Linked DNA regions of Sus scrofa: region 2 is linked to region 1. The links are chromatin contacts, called in public Hi-C maps. All regions are on one chromosome and are shown on one strand. The core of a region is the stretch at or near the end of the contact, and the rest is flanking DNA. Distances in the headings are between cores, read along the strand shown.

Region 1 (4,155 bases), core at 561-3,060:
AGAATGCATCTCGGGACTTAGGAAAGTGGAAGTTCTTCTGGCTCCGCACAGAAGGAATTCCCTGAGAGACAGAGTGACAGGTAAGGAAAGAGCTTATTAGTCTAGGACACTTGTGAGAAATACAAGCAGGCAGGCAAGGGAGTATGGTGCCCCAAGAACTTAGTGGGTCACAGTTTTATAATCAAAGGAAAAGTGGGGAGAGGAGAAGACAATTTTCTTTCTCATTCTTGAGTAGATGTCAAACTTCCATCATCAGCTCCTTCTCTATGTTGGGCAGGAGAGCTTTTTTGTCCCTACATGGTCAAATTGGACTGTCATCACACAGTGGGGGTGAGCAAAAAGGTTGGTAACATTAAATGTGGTAAATCATTTCAAGTTTCAGTGTAATGTCATCTTTTCCTATGTTTTTGCATTTAGTGTGTGCAGAGAAGCATGTCCTAGGAATCATTAACTTACTAACTTCGCTGGGCAGGAAGTGGGTCTCATTCCACCATTGTTTTCTTGTTTGGGGGCACAGCTCACATTTCTGTTGTGTGGATTTGTTGCTCAGCAAGCCTGCTTGCTTGAGTGATGATTAACTTCCAGGGTCTCCCATACTTTTTCTCTACTTACAATTCCCTAGTGAGATTAACTATTTAATCACGTACTTTGTCCCTTTACTCTGTCCCTATCATTTGCAAACTTAACTCATTCACTGTTCCCTTTTGAGATGTATTTTTTCTTTTTTCTTTCTTTTTCTTTTTCTTTTTTTTTTTTTTTTTTTTTTTTTAGCTTTTCGGGGCTGCAACCGTGGCATGTGGAGGTTCCCAGGCTAGGGGTGGAATCAGAGCTGTAGCCTCTGGCCTATGCCACAGTCACAGGATCTGAGCTGCTTCTGCAACCTACACCCCAGCTCACGGCAACTCAAGATCCTTAACCCACTGAGCGAGGTCAGGGATTGAACCTACAACTTCATGGTTACTAGTCAGATTTGTTTCCACTGAGCCACAACCGAAACTGTTTTCTCTTTTTAGGGCTACGCCTGCTTGCATGTGGAAATTCCCAGGCTAGGGGTCAAATCCAAGCTGCAGCTGCCAGCCCGCACCACAGCCACGCTGGATCCTTAACCCACTGAGCTGTGCCAGCAGGATGGAACCTGAATCCTCATGGATACTCGTGGGGTTCTTAACCCGCTAAGCCACAAAGGGAACTCCTTTAAGATGTTTTTCAAGTAGATGGATTCCCTAAATCAAACACTGAAGTGAGCCACAGTGTTTAGCCTGTGGCCACCGTATCTTCTATAGGAGGTGTCTTCCCATAATGGCAAACAACTTAATCCGGCTAGAGTGACATTCCTTTCTGATGGCCTCCTGCATCTGGTTTTACACCTCTGGTAAAGGTCCTCCGTTAATGCAGTCCTTCAGAAACCAGCCTCCGATGCCCTTCTTCCACAGTGGCAACCCCCACCGGGAGCCTGGCCCAGTTCGCAAGGCCTCTCGCAAGACCAGACTCCAACTCTGGGTTTCCGGCTTTGAACGGGCATGACCGGGCCCTCTGCCGGGGGACACTGGATCTGCTCTGCCACTCTCCGCCCCTAAGACGCACAATACGTGCCCACTGTAAGCCCCGCCCCGCCCCGCCCCGCCCCGCCCCGCCCCGCCCCGCCCCGCCGCCCCGCCCCGCCGACGCTCCGGACCTCTAGCCCCGCCCCGCCCCGCCCCCCCCCCCGCCCCGCCCCGCCCCGCCCCGCCCCGCCCCGCCCCGCCGACGCTGGATCCCGCCGCGGCTCCGGACCTCTAGCCCCGCCCCACGCCTCGCCCCGCCCCCGAGACGCTGGGTGCGCTCGGCGACTCCTCCCCCTGGCCCCGCCCCTGAGACGTAGAGGACGCGCCGCGATATTTCCTGCAGGACCGCAGGTCGGGGACTCACGGTTCTGCGTTCTCGTCCTCCGGTGCAGACCTTCGGGAAGTAGGTTCGTGTTCGGAATTATTAACATTTGACACCTGTTTTGACCTTGAGAAATTACGCGAGGGCCTTGGCTGCCTCTGCCCTTCATCCCCAGGATCCAGGCAGGGACTTGAGGCTGCGTGGTAGTTGCTGGTCTAGTCGCTCATTTTCTGCTTTCCTTAAAGTGGGTTGTGAATCCTGCGGAAACCCTGAGCCCTTGAGGCAAATGTTGACCGTTGTAGCGCAGAGCTGATTCTTTTCCTGGAGATCTCATTGGTCCATCTCCTTAACAATCTCGATGACTCAGTGCTACGTCGAATTAATGACTAGTACGATTGCAAGTCCTCCCCCCTTTTATAGACACTTAATAGTTTAAACAAGTGGTATGTATGGCTTTCAAGCTTAGCCTCGTTGGGTACCAAATGCATTGAAGAAAGTAGGAGTTACATCCCGCTTTGCCACAGGAGTGGTGTTCTACGTAATTATGCCTTGGACTTTTGCACATTTTATCCGCCCACCTCGCTCCTGCTCTATCAGTAAACTATGAGTGCTGTAAAATTAAATAACTATCTGAAAGTTTTATATTTTTGAATTTTAAAATGATTTTTATTTTTATTGTTTCCATCATAGCTGGTTTACAGTGTTCTGTCAATTTGAAAGTTTTTAAAATGTTGAGTATTGAAATAATTCAATTCTTTGGGCAGGGGCCTCTTCCGCCCAGAAGGGGCAATTAAAATCCTTGAATTAAGCCCACAGGAGGCATTTATTTTCTGATTTAGTTGTAACTTGGTTAAATAAAGAGAAGGTTAGTTCATTAATGGTGCAGAACTGGTCAGTGCAATTTCCTGTGGGCGTGTCATTAGAATTGAGGTTATTACTAGAATGGTTGGTATCTGTTCAGCAATTATTATGTGCAAAGCACTTTTCCATATTATCCCGTTCGATGCCCGCAGTAGCCCTAGGAAATGTGTACCGTTGTTACCCTCTTGGTAGGTGAGGGAAGGAGGCATTGAGAGGCTGGGTAGCTCACCCATTAGTTCTTAGCTCCCAAGGACCAGAGCTGAAGTTGGACCCACTGCTTTCTGACTGCCAGAAAGAGCTGGGTTTTAACCACCGCTGATCCAGCCCCTCCTCGGCAGGTGCAGGCCTGATCTAATCTTCTGTCTGTACGGAGTGGAAGAGAACAATGCAGAAGGATTCCGGCCCACTGTAAGTGCACAGTGAAGGGGGGTGGAATCGTCTAGAGCGTCTCAAAGCCAGAGTTTCTTCCCTCCTCTGAAAAGGATGCTGAGCTGAGGCTGCCGGGCAGCCTGGGGTCTGGGAAGACAGACATGTACCTAGAACCTGGGTTCGAGCCCAGCTCTGCCACTAACTCTGGGCAGGTCTTCTAACCTCTGGGATTTATATGCATTTGTACAGTGATAGGATTGTTCTGGAATGCTGACCTTGTGATCCCATTCTGTGGTTATGTGGGTTTTTTTGTTTGTTTTAACTTGATTGGCACTGATTGCTTACTGTTCCGTTTTCAGAGTGCCTTTACATTGGATTGGCTTTGGTTATGCAGCACTGGTTGCTTCCGGTGGGATCATTGGCTATGCAAAAGCAGGTATGGTCTGTGGTTATTTAACCTCCTAAAATCTTGTTTCTGGTGAAGAGCGAGCCCCCAGGGTCCCCCGCACTACAGAATCATTGGAGTCAAGTTTGCTTAGGTCCTCTAGCTTGAGTGCAGGTTTGTTACCAGTCCTGAGGCTCCTCCCGCACTTGCCTGTATGATATCTGGCCGAGCTGTACCAGGCATCATGTCCAGTCACTTGTTTGGCCTCTTTGTCTAAAGATAGTGGGCTGGGTGGTAATAGATTATTCTTATCACCACCTGCCATACATCAGCCTCAACCCCGGAGGCCATCTCTGCTCTTCAAGTGGGAGGAAAACTAGTCTTCATGTTAAACCAGGCACAGCTGTGTCGGTGACATGCTTGTTTCCACCTCCTTCCTTACCCACCTCCCCCCAAAGAGAAGAATTCTTACTCTCCAAGTCATTTTTTAATTCACTGCCCCTTTCCTTTCCTTTGGGGATGAGCCCACGGACCGTTCTGGGTCTTGCTGGGTTAATCAGGCCTGGTTAGGGCCCTTCCTTTTTTCTTTTATTTTTAAGGCCACACTTGAGGCACACGGAAGTTCCCAGGCTCGGGGTCTGTTCAGAGCTGCAGCTGCTCACCGATGCCACAGC
Region 2 (4,155 bases), core at 420-2,919, 630 kb after region 1:
GGTGTCACCTCTGTCACATCACTAAATTCCCCAGAATCTGTTTCCCCCCCCATCTGTAAAATACTATGAAGTAGAAAAACAGTAAAGCCTCTTCTAAGTCCGATATTTTACAATCTTAAATTAAGATCTGATTAGTTCTAAATCCTCAGAAGAACATAAACACCACCACATTTCGAGTTTTGGCTCCGTTCCTATGAATGATGCAAAATTTCCCTTTTTCTCTTGTGCTGTGACATCAAACAGACAATACATGTGCCAATGAAAAAAACATCTCTTGCCATCTGGTTCTGTAAGAAACGAAATCACCAGCCACCGCAGCCGCTGACCTTCCACACGCCCTGCAAGAAGTTCTGGGTGGAGATAAGGAATGAGGCACTCTGTCCTTTGGGAATAAACTGGCAGAACAGGCCCTCGGATAGTTAGATATTTTTAGGAGATTTTATGACCCTCCCCCCCAGCCTCTTGCATCTTCCATCTAGAAAAGCACTAAAATAATTAACAAAGACAGCTGCTCCTCCTGACCAGCAGCAATCTTGTGACCAAGCAGTAACCCTCTGCCCAAACATGCGCCTGAGCCCATGCAGCCCCTCCAGCAAAATCACAGAGATGCTGGCCTCCCCCCTCACCTCTTGGGAGCAGTTCCTCAGAGCCATCCCAGAGGCTGCCTCCCGGGCTCTAGTCCTCCTTTTTGCCCCTAATAAAACTTAACTCAGGACACTTCCACTGCACGTTTTTTTTTTTTCAGTCGACACATACATACATATGTAAATACACACATGTATAAATGCGTATATATAATTCTTTTTAAAGTCGTCGCCAAGAACACCGTTTTACAAGTGATTCAACCCTTCTACGTTTTGCCAAATGTAGCTGATGATTTCGCTACAGCAGGAACTTCAGCACCCTTTGTAGACTTTCTTTTCAGATGGTAAAGGGATTGAAAAAGGACGGGGGTGAGGGGCGGGGGCTGACCAGTGCATATTTTGTTATTACCAGGACTTGCAGTCTTATTTTTTTAAGATAAAAGGTTCCAAATGTCAAGGAGTTGCAGTATTTTGGACAGCTCGTCGGGCTAACGGTGGACATGAAGAAAGGGAGCAAAAACCATGGGACGAGACCTAGTTTACGTTGGAGGGAGGAAAAGAAATAACGGAGACTTTTACATTTTGATAAAAAGAGACAGACCCGGGATGGCACTGGGGTGTAGGACACCTGCCCAGCCGTGTGTCTACAGGTAATTTCAGATGCTGGAACCACTCGAGGCCCAAGTTCCTGGTGTGGGAAGGACTGGACGAAGGATGGACCTGGTCTGTTTCTGTTAATGGCTTTCACAAGTAGTGACCTATCCTACCCAGGGCTCCTGACTCAAAAAAAAAAAAAAAAAAAAAAAAAAAAACCCAAAACAAAACCCGAAAAAACCTCAACAGCTCGCAAACTGATAAGCCTAAAACGTTGGGTTTAAATTTCACTTTCGAAAAAAGTTGTACTCAAACCTCTTTATCCAAAGGATTTCGTTCGGAGCCAAAGATGCGAACTGTCACAGAAACCAGCTGACGGACTTTGCTAACTCGTTGCGTCAGGGCTGCCGCTCAGCCTGGAGTTTCAGCAGCGCGCAGCACGGGCGCACCCAGCGCTCCCAGCGCTCCCAGGGCGCGCGCCCGGGGCTGGGGGCGGGGCAGGAGGGAGGGCGTGGAGGTGGTTCCCTTGGAGCACCCAATCAGCAGCGAGGCCCGGCGGTGGCGCTAGTGACGTAGGCCGAGCTTCCCTCCGCCCCACTGCGGGCCGACGCTCGGCACCAGCAGCCACGCGAGCTCGCGCGCGCCAGGACGGGGAGGAGGAGGGGGAGGAGGAGGGCTCTGAAGCCGGCCGGCTGTCGGAGGGCGACGGGTCGCGGGAGGGGAAGGGGGAGAGTGAGCATGCGCAGCGGCCCCGGGGAGGGAGGGGGAAGTGGGGGCCCGTGCGCGCGCGCACGAGCGGCCCGCTGGCGGCCGCGGGTGGAGGGGGCGGTTCCTCGAGTGTCGGCGGTCGGAGGGTGGGCAGGCTGGCGGCAGGTGCCCCCGCGGCCGCCGCCGCCGCCGCCGCAGTCTTCTCGGAGTCCCGGATCTTCTCTTGCTCTGGTGGTGATGAGCGGGGCTCCATCGGGGGCTGCACCTGCCGACTGCCCATCACCCCGGGCCTCCCGGCGTGACCTCGGCCTCTTCACCAGACTGGCCCCCGCGGCGCCGTGCTGCCCCTGAGAGGGAGCGACAGCGGCCTCCACCGCCCCGAGTCCTCGCTCGGAGGCCGCGCCGGGAGAGCGCCCGGCCCCCTCCCCTCCCCCGTCCGCCGTCCTCAATGTCTCCCCGGCGGGGAGGGGGCTGCCTGGGAGACGCGCTGAGCGACCCCCCTCCGGAGGCCCATCGGCGGCAGCAGCAGCGCCCAGCCCGGAGCCCCGAAGCCTCCCCCGGCGGCGGCGGCCTGGAGGAGCCGCGCACACGCCGCCGCCCCCGTAGCCTCGCAGCCGCCGCCGCCGCCGCCCGGTGCCCGAGGAGAGGGCGGCGGGCGCCCTTCGGGGAAGATGAAGGCGGAGGGGGGCGACCACTCCATGATCAACCTGTCGGTGCAGCAGGTCCTGAGCCTCTGGGCCCACGGGACGGTGCTGAGGAACCTCACGGGTAATTGATGCGCCCGGGATGGGGACCGGGATGCGGTGCCGCCCCTCGCCTCTGTTCTCCCTCCGGTGGAGGGGAAGTGCTCCTCGCCGCCCCACCCCCGTGAGCTCGCTAGGCAGTTCGCGGTGCCGACCCCTGGCGAGGATGTTGTTAATTGGATCCGGCTGTTCCGGGGGCGCCAACCAGGGTCCCCCTTTCCCCCCCGGAGGCTCTAGAGTTCCCGGGGGAGAATCCACGACGGCCGCCTCCGCTCCCTGCATGGGGAGGGTCCGCGACCCCCATGCCTCCGTAGTACGCACAGAATTGAGTTAGTGCTGAGACTTGAGTACTGTTAGCCTTCAATTATCCCTCCACCCCAACGCACACACCCCACTTCTTGCTCTTTCGATCTTTTTCTGGTTTAGCTCTTTTTCTTTCTGGCAAATTTTAAATCGAATGTAGGACTTAAATTCCCTGCTCACAACGATCAGTTTCCGTCAACTGTTAAAATTTTTTTTTTGATGGTATCAATGACTCATTATAGTAGGTCACAGGCTGGACCCAGGTCTAGTGCATTCTGAGCACTTTTTGCTTTAACCATGTATCTCCCCCCTCTCCTCTTTCCTTTTGTCTGTCTCTCTCCCTCTGGCCTCTAAGCCGCTGCTTCTGTGACATTTGATAATTTTGTGTATTCCTCTTCATATGTCAAGGCTATCAGGAGGAAATTAGACTTAACTACATTATAATAATTAGCGTCATTTTCTAGTTGTAGAAGTGAGCAATAATACTCATACCTTTTAATCAAATTTGTAGGTCCGCTTTGTGAAGAAATTTCTGGTTTGATTCATGCAGAGATTCTTGTATTATGCTTAGATTATCCAGAGTTCTGAATTTAAAAAATACTCTCTAAATATTAGTGTCTACAAGAAAGTGATTTCAATTGAAATTTGATGACTTCTCAGTGCCTGCTTCTCAGTGAAAAACAAACAAAAAACCTAAAACCTTAAAAAGACGTATAGGACAGCAAATTTTGATAGAACTTTAGTATTTCAAAATGCATTATGTCAAACTGGTTAAGACTATGAAGTGTATTTTACAAGCATAATCTATCTTGATAGGATATGACATATTATAAATTCTGGTATTATATGAAATTCAGATATTCATAGAGGAAAACTGGGGAGATTATGTACCACCAAGTTGACTTTAAAGATGCTGGTTGCCTTGGATGTGGAAACTATGAAATTAACTTGGATTCTGCACTGATTTATGGTATCCTCACTTTTAATCCGTGGTTATTTAACTTGGAGCAAACCTGACCTTACAGGAGGGTTGCAAGTCAGGAACATATTTTTAGTTCTTAAAACCTATATTGACATAAAGACCATTTCATCATTCAGCTGAGTTCTGAGATAGACTCCTTTATCTTACTTATGGCTTTCCTTGTATTCATCCACTGTTAATATTTTAAATGTTGTATCAGTTGTGTTTATTGGAGTAAAATGAAAAATAAGGATTTAAGATT

The links. Hi-C and Micro-C count contacts between places; a contact is called where the count stands out from the background.
Region 2: a contact with region 1 is called in a Hi-C map of retroperitoneal adipose tissue, with 10 times the contacts expected there. The contact joins the promoter of NEDD9 here to the promoter of LOC100517166 in region 1. A contact is called at or near these places in 10 of 47 Hi-C or Micro-C datasets (embryonic fibroblasts, fetal liver, heart right ventricle and 5 more) and 1 of 2 datasets of contacts at active chromatin or transcription factors (alveolar macrophages).

Annotation. Positions count from the first base shown.
Region 1 is chr7:7,460,377-7,464,531 of Sscrofa11.1, forward strand. LOC100517166 (transmembrane protein 14C) reads left to right here and starts at 1,811. Exons shown (of 7, transcript XM_021100171.1): 1 at 1,811-1,951; 2 at 3,066-3,135; 3 at 3,456-3,532. The coding sequence starts at 3,113.
Region 2 is chr7:8,091,884-8,096,038 of Sscrofa11.1, forward strand. NEDD9 (enhancer of filamentation 1) reads right to left here and starts at 1,670. Exons shown (of 9, transcript XM_021100184.1): 1 at 1,494-1,670. TMEM170B (transmembrane protein 170B) reads left to right here and starts at 2,470. Exons shown (of 3, transcript XM_003482132.4): 1 at 2,470-2,654. The coding sequence starts at 2,558.